2 separate regions of the Ovis aries genome follow, and region 2 is linked to region 1. The links are chromatin contacts, called in public Hi-C maps. All regions are on one chromosome and are shown on one strand. Each heading gives the region's core, a stretch centred on a gene start, on an enhancer-like site or on the middle of the called end of the contact. The rest is flanking DNA. Distances are from core to core; before and after follow the strand shown.

Region 1 (5,495 bases), core at 1,450-3,949:
GGTTTTTGTGGAGGAAAGTAGACGTGAATCTCCTATTTAAAATACGTTTTAAAAAATCCTGGGTATTGTTACTTTGGGGTGTGAAGTCCCATCTTTAAATGCCTTTCTATCCAAAAAGCATTGTTTCATTTTGAAGGATAAATGTCAGAATTACTCATTCTTTTTTAGGCAGATTAGAAATTTTAGACTGGTCAAAGAACAAATTTTGTTTCATCAAGTGTTTTACTGCTGAGTAAACAAGGAGAGTCAAGTCCCATTTCAGAGCATGGAGATGTTTGTTTAATTTTTTTCAGTCTCCATTTTTTGATAGCATGAAAGTAGGAAATATAGGCAGATACATTCAAATTCCAGTGTAGTTAGAGGTGGTATGTGGTTTCCTTAACTGTAACTTGTTTTTTCTTATTTCACTTATTCCAAGACTTAAAAATAACTTGGAGGAATGAGGTTAGGCCTCTGATGGAGACGATTTCATTTTAACACATGCTGATATGATATGTTCTGTTATAGTAAAGATTTTATTTTTCTTTTTTATATGGGTAATTTTTTCCCACATTACTTAAAGATGAACTTGTTAGATTTTATTTTGCTGCTTGAACCTGGTAACGTTAGTAATGTTAAAGCATTTAACATATTTTGTCTGTGATATAATGATTTAGCACTTTGATTAAGTAGCCTAGTTTATGTATCTACTCTGAAATCATCCCACTAATTTTAACATGAAGATGTAATTTCTGATTTAAACAAGTTCTTGGTATCAATCTTTAAGGTGAGTGTGAGGAAAAGAATCAGAATCTTATTAGTCTTATCCTTTGTCCTAAAATGAATAGATGTGTAAAATATGTTGCATGTTTACAAAAATCTTCTATTCTATTACAATATGTAGATCTGTAAGTTGTAATTGTTTGAATCATTAGAACATCTAATTTTTGCTTGACAATATGCAAATGTGCCATTAAATCTGTTTTTTAAGATTTTTCCAGTTTAATGTCTGAATCCAAATTCATAAAGAGTTGGAAAAATGAGATGTCTGAGCTATAGGATTCACAGGGATTTCATATGAAGCCTATTTAATCAGGATAACACGGTTATTAATATTCATAATGTCAGCTGGAACACAAATGACAGACTATGGGGCCTAAAAATTTTACTTGGTGAATTTATTAAAAGTAGCTTAAAAAATTAATGAAATTGAAGTAAAGTTGGTGAATATGAAAATCTTGTGTTAGCAGAAAAAAAATCTCTATTAGAACTTTCTTTAAGACCATTTTGCATTGATGTCTTTTGACAGATTTCATTGGTACTTAAAGAAGAAAGATGCATGAATGGTCATTTAAGAGGATTTAAACACATTGGCACATTAATTTTTACATGAATAATAAGTACTTTCCAAAAGCAATTAACTTACAGTGTACAAGATATGAATTGAAAAATAAGACTGTGACATCAAGGGCAAAGCAAATGTGCTGTACATTTTAAACTTAGTGGCAGGACTTTTTAATATTTTGGTTTATTTCTATAGTTTGCATAGGCTGTGACTTAGAATATAGTTATTTTACTGCATTTGAAAGCATAGTAGAAAGGAATATTGTTCCCTCCCGGACTAAAAAAATTGATACTGATAAGCATTATCCCCTGCAAGTATCTATTGCATTTATTGGAGAATTAAACACTTGTTTTTTGTTTTTTTTTTTTTCTTTAAAATTATTTTTCCTTTTAGAAACAAGTTCACCAGGAAACCAGCTCCCCTAAACACTTGTTATACCATTGTTTATGTTTGAGCATATGTTCAATTTTGTACAAAGTTTAAGGGATGATTCTGAATAGGCTTAGTGATACAAATACATATGTGTTAACATAGTCTTACTGGTTATATCATAACTTAAATGTGTAAAAAATACATTTCTAAAAGTATAGTGTAAGAAATTTAGTTGATACACATCAGGTAGTATTCAAGTAAATTTGTTCTGAATGTTAGCCTAAAAAAGTAAAAAGTTGGGAATGGCTTAAGTAAAACTGGGGTGTTTTATTTTGTGTACTGCCTGCTATTTATGTTTTAAAATGAGCTTGTAATGATATTATACAGGTGCTGTAGGTCTTTTTTGTTATTGTTGTTATTGGAGTTCATTAAAAACAATTAGTTTAGACCATTTTGTATAGTCACAGTAATACTGAGTGTTTTGTTTTATATCCATCAGAGATTATTTTTTTTATCCATTTTTAGTACTTATAAAATCATAGCTTAAATCTCTAGCAGTCTAGTTAGGGTTTACCATTGAGAGAATATAGGTGTTGGTCTGACAGTCCGAGAGGGAACTAGAAGTTTCACTTGCAGCCAGTGTCCTATATGAATGATTTAGTTTCATCAGATTATAGGAATTGCCTGGTATGTTTTGGGACTCATATTCAGAACTTGAATGGAAAAATCACTAATTACTAGAGTGTGAAAAAATTATCACAATAAGCCATAAATGAAAATCTTTTGCTTAAGGAATGAAATCAAATTTATATATAAATATATATATATGTGTGTATATATATATATATTTCTTTTTTTTTTCCTTTTTAGTGTCCTTTTAAAACTTAGATTTTGGGTAAGGGGAAATGTTTTGTTTTTGGCTCTGAAGTATTCACTTATATGCCCAGGAGAGGGCAGCATTTTACTATATCAGTCTCATAAAAGAATTAGCCCTACTTAGACTGTCAATGTTTCTTGTAATTACTCCCAGTATATTTGTTGCTTGCTTATGAATTAACTTGCATTTATGGAACTAAATCATTCCAATCATTTAATTACACCTGAGGAGCTGAACTATAATTGCTTGCTTCCAACTAGGATCTGATATGGCTTGAGCAGTATTAATTTGGTGTTTACTTTTCTGAGTGCTAAAAGCATTAAAATGATTGTGCAATGGGATTACATTTTACTAATTGCTGGCATTCATTAGCTGGGTAAATGATGAGGAAGAGTGACTGTATATCGCAAAGGGATAAAATTATGGTTTTAAATAGTATATTACTAAGCACATTAAGGCCTGTAAGGCATGTTTTAAAATACTCCAGAGGTTATTAAAGACTGTATTTTCTACATGTCTTGCTATATGAATCTCTTATTAAAAGACTGCAATTATTATTAACCTTTTTGGGCAATATGGAAGGAAATGGCTTCATTGACTGGAACATATTTCTTTGATATTAATAACTTCCTATATTTTCAGTTAATCCAAAAGTAAATGAGGAACTTAGAAAAAGATTGCCAACTCCAGATCAACATATTTAGAGAAAATTGGAATAGGAGAAGCTTGCTACAGCTTTATTTGAGGACTTTTTAAAGAACGCAGAGTTCTAGCTGTGAGGTGAATCTAATTTTATTATTCTCTTTAAAAGCATGCAAAAAAGTGAACTTGCATAGCTTTGATCATATTTATTATGAAAACAAATGCAAGAGAGAAATACCAATAATTCCACAAGCTGAAAATAACCTTTAAAAAAATTAGAGTAACATTTTAAAATTACACACTATGAAATATTTATGTGCAAATATACATTCAAATAAATAAGTTTGAAATTTTTGCTATAAACTTATGACAAATAGAGTAAAATTTTTATTTTTCTTAAATTGTTGAAGTTGTATTAATAGTTGCAGAAGACTTAAGTTAAATAAATTGAATAGTTCCCTAACCAAAGGAGCAAGAATGTCTAGACACTTACCCTTGAACTGTATTTACTAAAATGTAAGTGTGAATGAAAGAACTATTTTTCTGAGAAAAAAGATTTAATTTCACGTGTTGAAATATACAGTTAATTGTCCTATTATAAGTGTTTTAGAAAACCAGTTATCCTGTAAATTCTCTCTTAAACAAAGGTAAGATTTAGGTGTGTTCTGATATATTGTTTTAAGTTTATTTATCTAGAGTTGGCTTTATTTTAGCCTCAAATCTTGGCGCAGAAACCAGAGACATTGCCAGAGCAAACAAGAACAGAAGTGCAAATGGAGGACTGGTCAAAAGGTAAGGACTTTTAAGGTATTAATACCAAACCCCAGGTGATGTGCTACTTTAAGGCACTGAATGAAGTGTGTTTGTTCTAACCAGTGTATTAGACAGGAGCAGATAAGCACAAGCACACACGCACGCACACATGCAAGGAAGGAAGTATACACAGAAAGACCCACATTCTGCAAAAGAGACACAAGGAGAAAGAGAAAAGGCACAGAGCAAGAGACACTGAAAGAGAAAAAGGAAAGCAGACACACAAAGAGAAAGACACACACCCACAAAGTGATAGAGGAGATTGAGAGAATGACTAGTAGAGAAATGCATGCAGAGAGGCAAACTCAGAGAAAGAAACCCAAACAGAGAAAGGAGACACAGACACAGGGGGGAGATGGTAAACTCAATGAAAAAGACACAGGTACACATATAGAGGTACACAGAGAGAGACGCATGCATAGATACACACAAGAAGACACACATCCCGAGACTCATGGAGAGGTACCGGAGTAAGAGAAACAGACATCCTGTGACAGAGAGAGAGGAGTTGGGCGGAGACGGGAAAGGGACACACTGAGAGAGGGGGGCACCTGTGTACACGCAGACACTCTCAGAAAGAGACAGAGATGAGCACAAAGAGACATGGAAGATACACATACATGCAGAGACAGACATGTAAGGAGAGGAGACACACATACACAGAAAAACAGAGACACATACAGAGACACTTGTACACTAAAAGGCGCACTCAGAGACAACCACAGAAAAACAGTCAAAGGGGGATTCTCCCTAAAGAGTCAGAGCCACAGACACTCGCAGAGATGTGCAGAGGAAAGCGGATGTGCACAGGCAGAGGAGAGAGCAGTCAGAGAGAAACACAGTCTGAAAGACAGACAGACAAAGAGATGTCCTGCCAAAGGGAGAAATAGTGGAAGGGTGGATGGGATGGAGGGATGGATGGATGGATGGATGGATGGATGGATGGATAGGTACAAACGTAGGTAGATAAGTAGAGGACACCCATCTGTGTGTAGAGCAAGGTAGAATAAGTGCTACACAGACAGGTTTTAAAAATGTTTGGTTTTTATTTGAGGTCTTTTACTAAATGTGGATACAGTTGCAAATCTGAAATCCTTGGATAACAAATCATTCTGAATATAGTATGACGTATAGTTGAAGACTTGAAATTTTATGTTCGTCATTTTTATGTCCTCTGAATTTTTCCAAATAGAATTATTATCGAAACATTGCACACATCTCTCTTTCCCCTCTTCTTCAACAGGGCTTTCTTTACCATTTATCAACCACACTGTTACCTTTTTTGGAAGGTTAAAGGCCATTTGAGGGAACTCTTCTGTCATCCTTGAACTAAATCAGTTAATAGCTACATTCTTGCGAGATACAGAAAGATGCTACACTGAGTATATCTTTTTTGATTTCTCCATTTGTTTTTGATTTCTATACTATTACAGATTTTCTTGTCATTTAGCGTACCGTTAGCAACCT
Region 2 (5,495 bases), core at 1,814-4,313, 560 kb after region 1:
AAAACTGTCTTCAGAATTCAGAAGGGACGTTTTATAGAGGTCCTGGGGTATGCTTAGTCAGATGGTCAAAGTAAAGTAAGCAAAATAAAAAAAAGGACAATTATTAATTCTGGAATAAATAGAAGGTTTCAGTTCAGTTCAGTTCAGTCACTCAGTTGTGTCCAACTCTTTGCGACCCCATGGACTGCTGCACACCAGGCCTCCCTCCCTGTTCATTGTCAAATCCTGGAGTTTACTCAAACTCTCGCACTCAGAGGGCTCAAACAAACCTTGTGTGCACCAGGACCCAGAGACCCCACAGAGACTGAGTCAGAACTGTGTTTGAGTGTCTCCTGTGGAGGTACGGGTCAGCAGTGGACCGCCACAGGGGCAGGGGCTCTGGGTACAGCAGATGTGGGTACGGCATAAGCCCTCTTGGAGGAGGTCACCATTAACCCCACACAGAGCTGCCAGAACTTACACAGGACTGGGAAACAGACTCTTGGAGGGCACAAACAGAACCTTGTGTGCACCAGGACCCAGGAGAAAGGAGCAGTGACCCCACAAGAGACTGACCCAGACTTGCCCATAAGAGTCCAGGAGTCTCCAGTGGAGGTGTGGGTCAGTGGTGGCCTGCTGCAGGGTTGGGGGCGCTGAGTGTAGCAGTGCCTGCATGGGACCTGTTGAAGAAGGTTGCCATTATCTTCATTATCTCCACCATAGTTTGGTCCCAGGTAAAAAACAGGGAGGGAACACAGCCCCACCCATCAACAGAAAATTGGATTAAAGATTTACTGAACACGGCCCTGCCCATCGGAACAAGACCCAGTTTCCCTGTCAGTCAGTCTCTCCCATCAGGAAGCTTCCATAAGCCTCTTATCCTTCTCCATCAGAGGGCAGACAGGCTGAAAACCACAGTCACAGGAAACTAACCAATCTGATCACATGGACCACAGCCTTGTCTAACTCAATGAAACTACGAGCCATGCTGTGTTAGGGATACCCAAGACGGACGGGTCATGGTGGAGAGTTCTGACAGAATGTGGTCCACTGGAGAAGGGAATGGCAAACCACTTCAGTACTCTTGCCTTGAGAATGGGATGAACAGTCAGTTCAGTTCAGTCCAGTCGCTCAGTTGTGTCCGACCCCATGAATCGCTGCACACCAGGCCTCCCTGTATATCACCAACTCCCGGAGTTCCCTCAGACTCACGTGCATCAAGTCAGTGATGCCATCCAGCCATCTCATCCTCTGTTGTCCCCTTCTCCTCCTGCCTCCAATCCCTCCCGAAAAGGTAAAAAGATAGGACACTGAAAGATGAACTCCCCAGGTCAGAAGATGACCAATAGGCTACCGGAGATCAGAGGAGAAATAACTCCAGAAAGAATGAAGAAGGTTGTACAAGAAACTAAGTGTAATCACAGTATATTACTTGACACAGTATGTTACCTAAGTAATATTTATATAGTTATAATAAAAACAGTGACTATGTTACCAACACTTTCGAGTCTGGCCCCAACAAGGGTCCTCCTGCCTGGTGTCATTAGAACCAATGGAATGAGACCAGGTTTGATTCAGAAGCAAAGCTTTGTTTCTTCCTAAGAGAACGGAGGTGGCTCAGCAGGTAAAGAATCGGCCTACCAGTGCAGAAGACATAAGGGTTCCATCCCTGGGTGGGAAAAGATCCCCTGGACAAGGAAATGGCAACTGGCTCCTGTATTCTTGCCTGGAAAATTCCACGGACAGAGGAGCCTGGGGGGCTACTGTCCTTGGGGTTGCAAAGAGTCGCAGACACTGAGCCAGCACGCACAAAACAGGAAGAGAATGGAAAGGCCTGTGTTTGGGCTCTAGAGGGCATGCTGTCCCCATAGGCCTGGGGCGGGGCTGCTCAGCTGGGTTCTCTGCAGGCACCAGGAATGGGGCGGAACTCGCCTGAGTCTGGGGCAGGCGTCCTGCTCAGGCTTTAGATCACAGCACAGGCGCAGGGTCTCTGCAAGCGACCTGCCGCCGCTATCTTGATCTAAGTGCTGTGCCTGGTCGTCGGCAGTCGTTGGCTGTGTCAGTTGCAGCCCGTGGACTCGGGAACTCTGGTTTGAAGGGCTGGATGCGAGGCCTCTGTGTGTGGCCCTCTATGAACAAGTGAAACGAATCACAAAAGGAAAGAAAAAGGTTAGCCTGTGTTTTATTACCCGGATTCTACTTTAATTTCCCAGGAATTGCTAATGGTCTTTCTTTGCTTGTGACAAATGTAGATATGATTCAAAAAGTAAGACCGATTATTTTTGGAGAATAATGAAGGGAAGAGATGGCGTGATTGAGTTAGTATCTAATCTGCCACAGAAAAAGCCAATAGTAGCAGTAATGCCGGTCGAGTCCGACTCTTTGTGACCCCATGGACTGTAGCCCGCCAGGCTCCTCTGTCCATGGGATTTTCCAGGCAAGGATACTGGAGTGGGGTGCCAGTTCCTTCTCCAGGGGATCTTCCTGACCCAGGGATTGAACCAGAGTCACCTGTGTTGGCAGGTGGATTCTTTACTACTAGCGCCACCTGGGAAGCCCAGCTGGGTCAAGTAACAGGATTATATTATATATTATTTGGAAATACGGAGGCAAATTGGAGAAGAAACGAATTCAAAGACATTGCTCCTGAGGAAAAGGATGAGGAGGATAAGAGGAAGAAAGACTTTGTTTCAGTTATAAGCCTTTTAGTCCTATTTACTTTTTAATTATTTGCATGCAATTTTTAACAGCGTAAAGACCAAAACAAAACAAACCCCCCCCACAGCCACCAAGGAATCCCAACTTTCAGAGCAAACTGAAGGCTTGTTGGGCTTCACCCAGCAGAGGGACTAGCCACCTCAACCCTGTCCGCCCTCTGACTCCCCACCCCTTGCCCGTAGTATAGGGATCCTTCCAGTGTTCTCAAACCCAGAACCAGGAGCACTGATCATAGGATGTGAAGGTTGAAAATGTCCATTAGAGACCACTCTGCATTTTTTCCCGATTTTCCGCGAGGGAATCAAGGCTGTTGGTGAGAGAGTGGCTGGCCCAAAGGCACTGCTCCCTTTTCCTGTCTGAACTGGAGCTTGGGTCTCCCGAGCAGCTGCCACTGCTACAAAGCGTTCCCTCCTTCGAGTTTATTCTGGCCTGTGTGAACATCTCTCTCCTTGCTGCTGACTCTGTCAGCGTCTTGCTTTTCCAACTGCTCTCTTACCTGTGTTCTGTTTTGAGCTTAATTAAGTTTACTTTCGGGGTATTTGGGCTGTTGTGGGGGGTGGGAGGAGTCCTGCGCAATTTACCCTGCCCTCTGCTGCCCTCTGCTGGCGACAGATGATGTTTACTGTTCACCCTTTAGATCTAAGTTACACCAGCCTCATAATGAAATAGTTATTTTTAGCACTTTGGGCTCTAGCTCAGTGAAGAAAATCTTTTCTTTCAGGGAAATAATGTGCCCTCTGACCTGTGCCAGTCTGTGTTGCCCAGTCTAGTTGTTCTAAGCTTCCTTACTTCTTTAACTGTGATCTTTGAACTAATAGTGTACACATTCTACGAGATTGTTAGAAGTGCAGAATCTTGGACCTCACTGAACATTTATTGAAGAAGAATCTGCAGTTTAATCTGAAGTGATTCATGTGCACATGAAATCTGGAGAAGCACCAAACTCAACTAGACTTCAGGAAAGAATTGAGATCAATCTTGTATTGGTGCAGTGCCTACTAAGTTGCTTCAGTTGTGTCTGACTTTTTGTGACCCCATGGACTCTAGCCCACCAGGCTCCTCTTTCCATGGAATTCTCCAGGCAAGAATACTGGAGTGAGTTGCCATTTCCTTCTCCAGGGGACCTTCCCGACCTAGGGATTGAACCCATGTCTCCTGTGTCTCCTGTATTGGCAAGTGGGTTCTTTACCATTAGTGCCACAGAAAGAAATCTTACTACTTGGTAATTATCTCTGATCACTCTAATAGCTTTCCAGTCCTGTTACCTGGTAGTAATCAGTTCTTGCCCAGATACCTTTTTCTGCTCTGTTTATGCCAGGGCAACTGCCTACAATAACAGAGAGGAGAAAGTAGCATAATTGGAGATCTAAGTTTTAAAATTCACAAAATTAAAATTAGTCCATTAAGTCAAATGGTAGAAAGGCATAGCACATGGATTGTGCTACAGTATTTTAATCCTTCTGTATATTTTCTCCTTTCCTCCCACTGTTATTAATAAAAATGTCATATTTTGGCTTTGAAGACAGACTAAAATTATTGGACAAGTTTTTAAAAGCTCTATTTTGTTTATAATTTATAAAATCTCTGTGTATGGCTGAATGGGTACTGAGGAAACATTAATCTGGGGGGTTTTCAGAATGCCAGAAACAGGACATGTTATTAACTGAAGTCTCTCCCATGTTCTCCTGCACAGCTTCGTTCATTCTCAGGCATTTAGTCAGCAAACATTTAGCAAGCACTCACTCTGGGTCTGACACCGTGTTGGTGCTGAGACTTTATGGTAGGTACAGCTCCTGCTTTCATGGATCTTCCAGTCTAAGTCAAGCCATTAAAGACATTAGGGTTTAATAAAATTGTATCAAGTGCTAAAAGAGAAAGTTAGGGTGATGGAAGATAGGTTGGTTGGCGTCCATGAAATGAATGACACTTAATGGACACTGGAGTTGGTGAAGAGTAGAGGTAAGAGCATTTTAGGCAGAAAAGTCCCTGAGAGGAGCAGGAGCAGGGTGGGAGCACTAGGAAGGTGACCGTGGCTCCAGCACAAGGATGGAGGGAAAGTCTCCTGAGAGGGGACCTGTGACGTGTATGCAGGTCAAATCTGCAGGGCTTCATAGGACCTGGAACTTAGTTGGGGATTTATCATTAGAACAATGGGAGACACTGGGGAGTTAAACTCAGGGGAATCACATGATATGATCATTTTGTTCTCACCAGCGTGCTGTCTTTCATACAGACTGAAGCTGGCCCTGGATCTCTGGCCCACGGCACCATTTTGGGGAGGACAAGTCTTTGGGTTGAGTGTAGGCTCTGTGTCCTTGGGGTGGCTCATCACTCTCTCACTCTTTCCTTCTCCGCATCTGGGTGTGTGGTGACTCTCTCAGGGAGTAAACTGCTGAGGCCCAGGTTCTAGGATAGACATATCCCACTGCGTCCAGTGAGATGAGCAGGAGGCCTAGTCTCCGCCTTCCCCACTCTGCCTATAGCCTGTGTCTGTTTCTGTCAACTCTCTGAAACAGGTCCTTGCTTTTTTCTCTCCTAGCCAGCTCCCTGCTCCAAAGTGTCATAACCTCTCTGAAGTTTTCTCCCCCATGAAATATTCTGACTCCATATGAAGTGACGCTTTTTCTTTAAAAATAAGCCTCCAGCGTTTCAAGGTTAAGGATATCTTTCTTTAGGCTTAAAGCAGGCACTGATGTCAGTTCATCCCTGGGTAGAATCACTGGAAAGGGAGGTTCAAAGGGAGAGTTCTACTTTGGCAAGAAGAATCTCAGAAGAATGATTTCGCTCAAAAAGATTTC

The links. Hi-C and Micro-C count contacts between places; a contact is called where the count stands out from the background.
Region 2: a contact with region 1 is called in a Hi-C map of liver, with 4 times the contacts expected there. The contact joins two enhancer-like sites. A contact is called at or near these places in 6 of 16 Hi-C or Micro-C datasets (hypothalamus, liver, muscle and 2 more).

The regions. Positions count from the first base shown.
Region 1 is chr18:45,216,997-45,222,491 of ARS-UI_Ramb_v3.0, forward strand. It overlaps MIPOL1 (mirror-image polydactyly 1), which reads left to right. Exons shown (of 18, transcript XR_009597113.1): 2 at 3,929-4,007. Among named protein-coding and RNA genes, the nearest start is that of MIPOL1, 56 kb to the left of the region's middle. Within about 2 kb of position 2,700, at least 2 of the 54 cell types and tissues checked have an H3K27ac peak or open chromatin away from gene starts, as enhancers often do. A contact at or near this core is called in liver, where this site is marked.
Region 2 is chr18:45,772,303-45,777,797 of ARS-UI_Ramb_v3.0, forward strand. No RefSeq gene overlaps it. Among named protein-coding and RNA genes, the nearest start is that of TTC6, 270 kb to the left of the region's middle. Within about 2 kb of position 3,064, at least 7 of the 54 cell types and tissues checked have an H3K27ac peak or open chromatin away from gene starts, as enhancers often do. A contact at or near this core is called in liver, where this site is marked.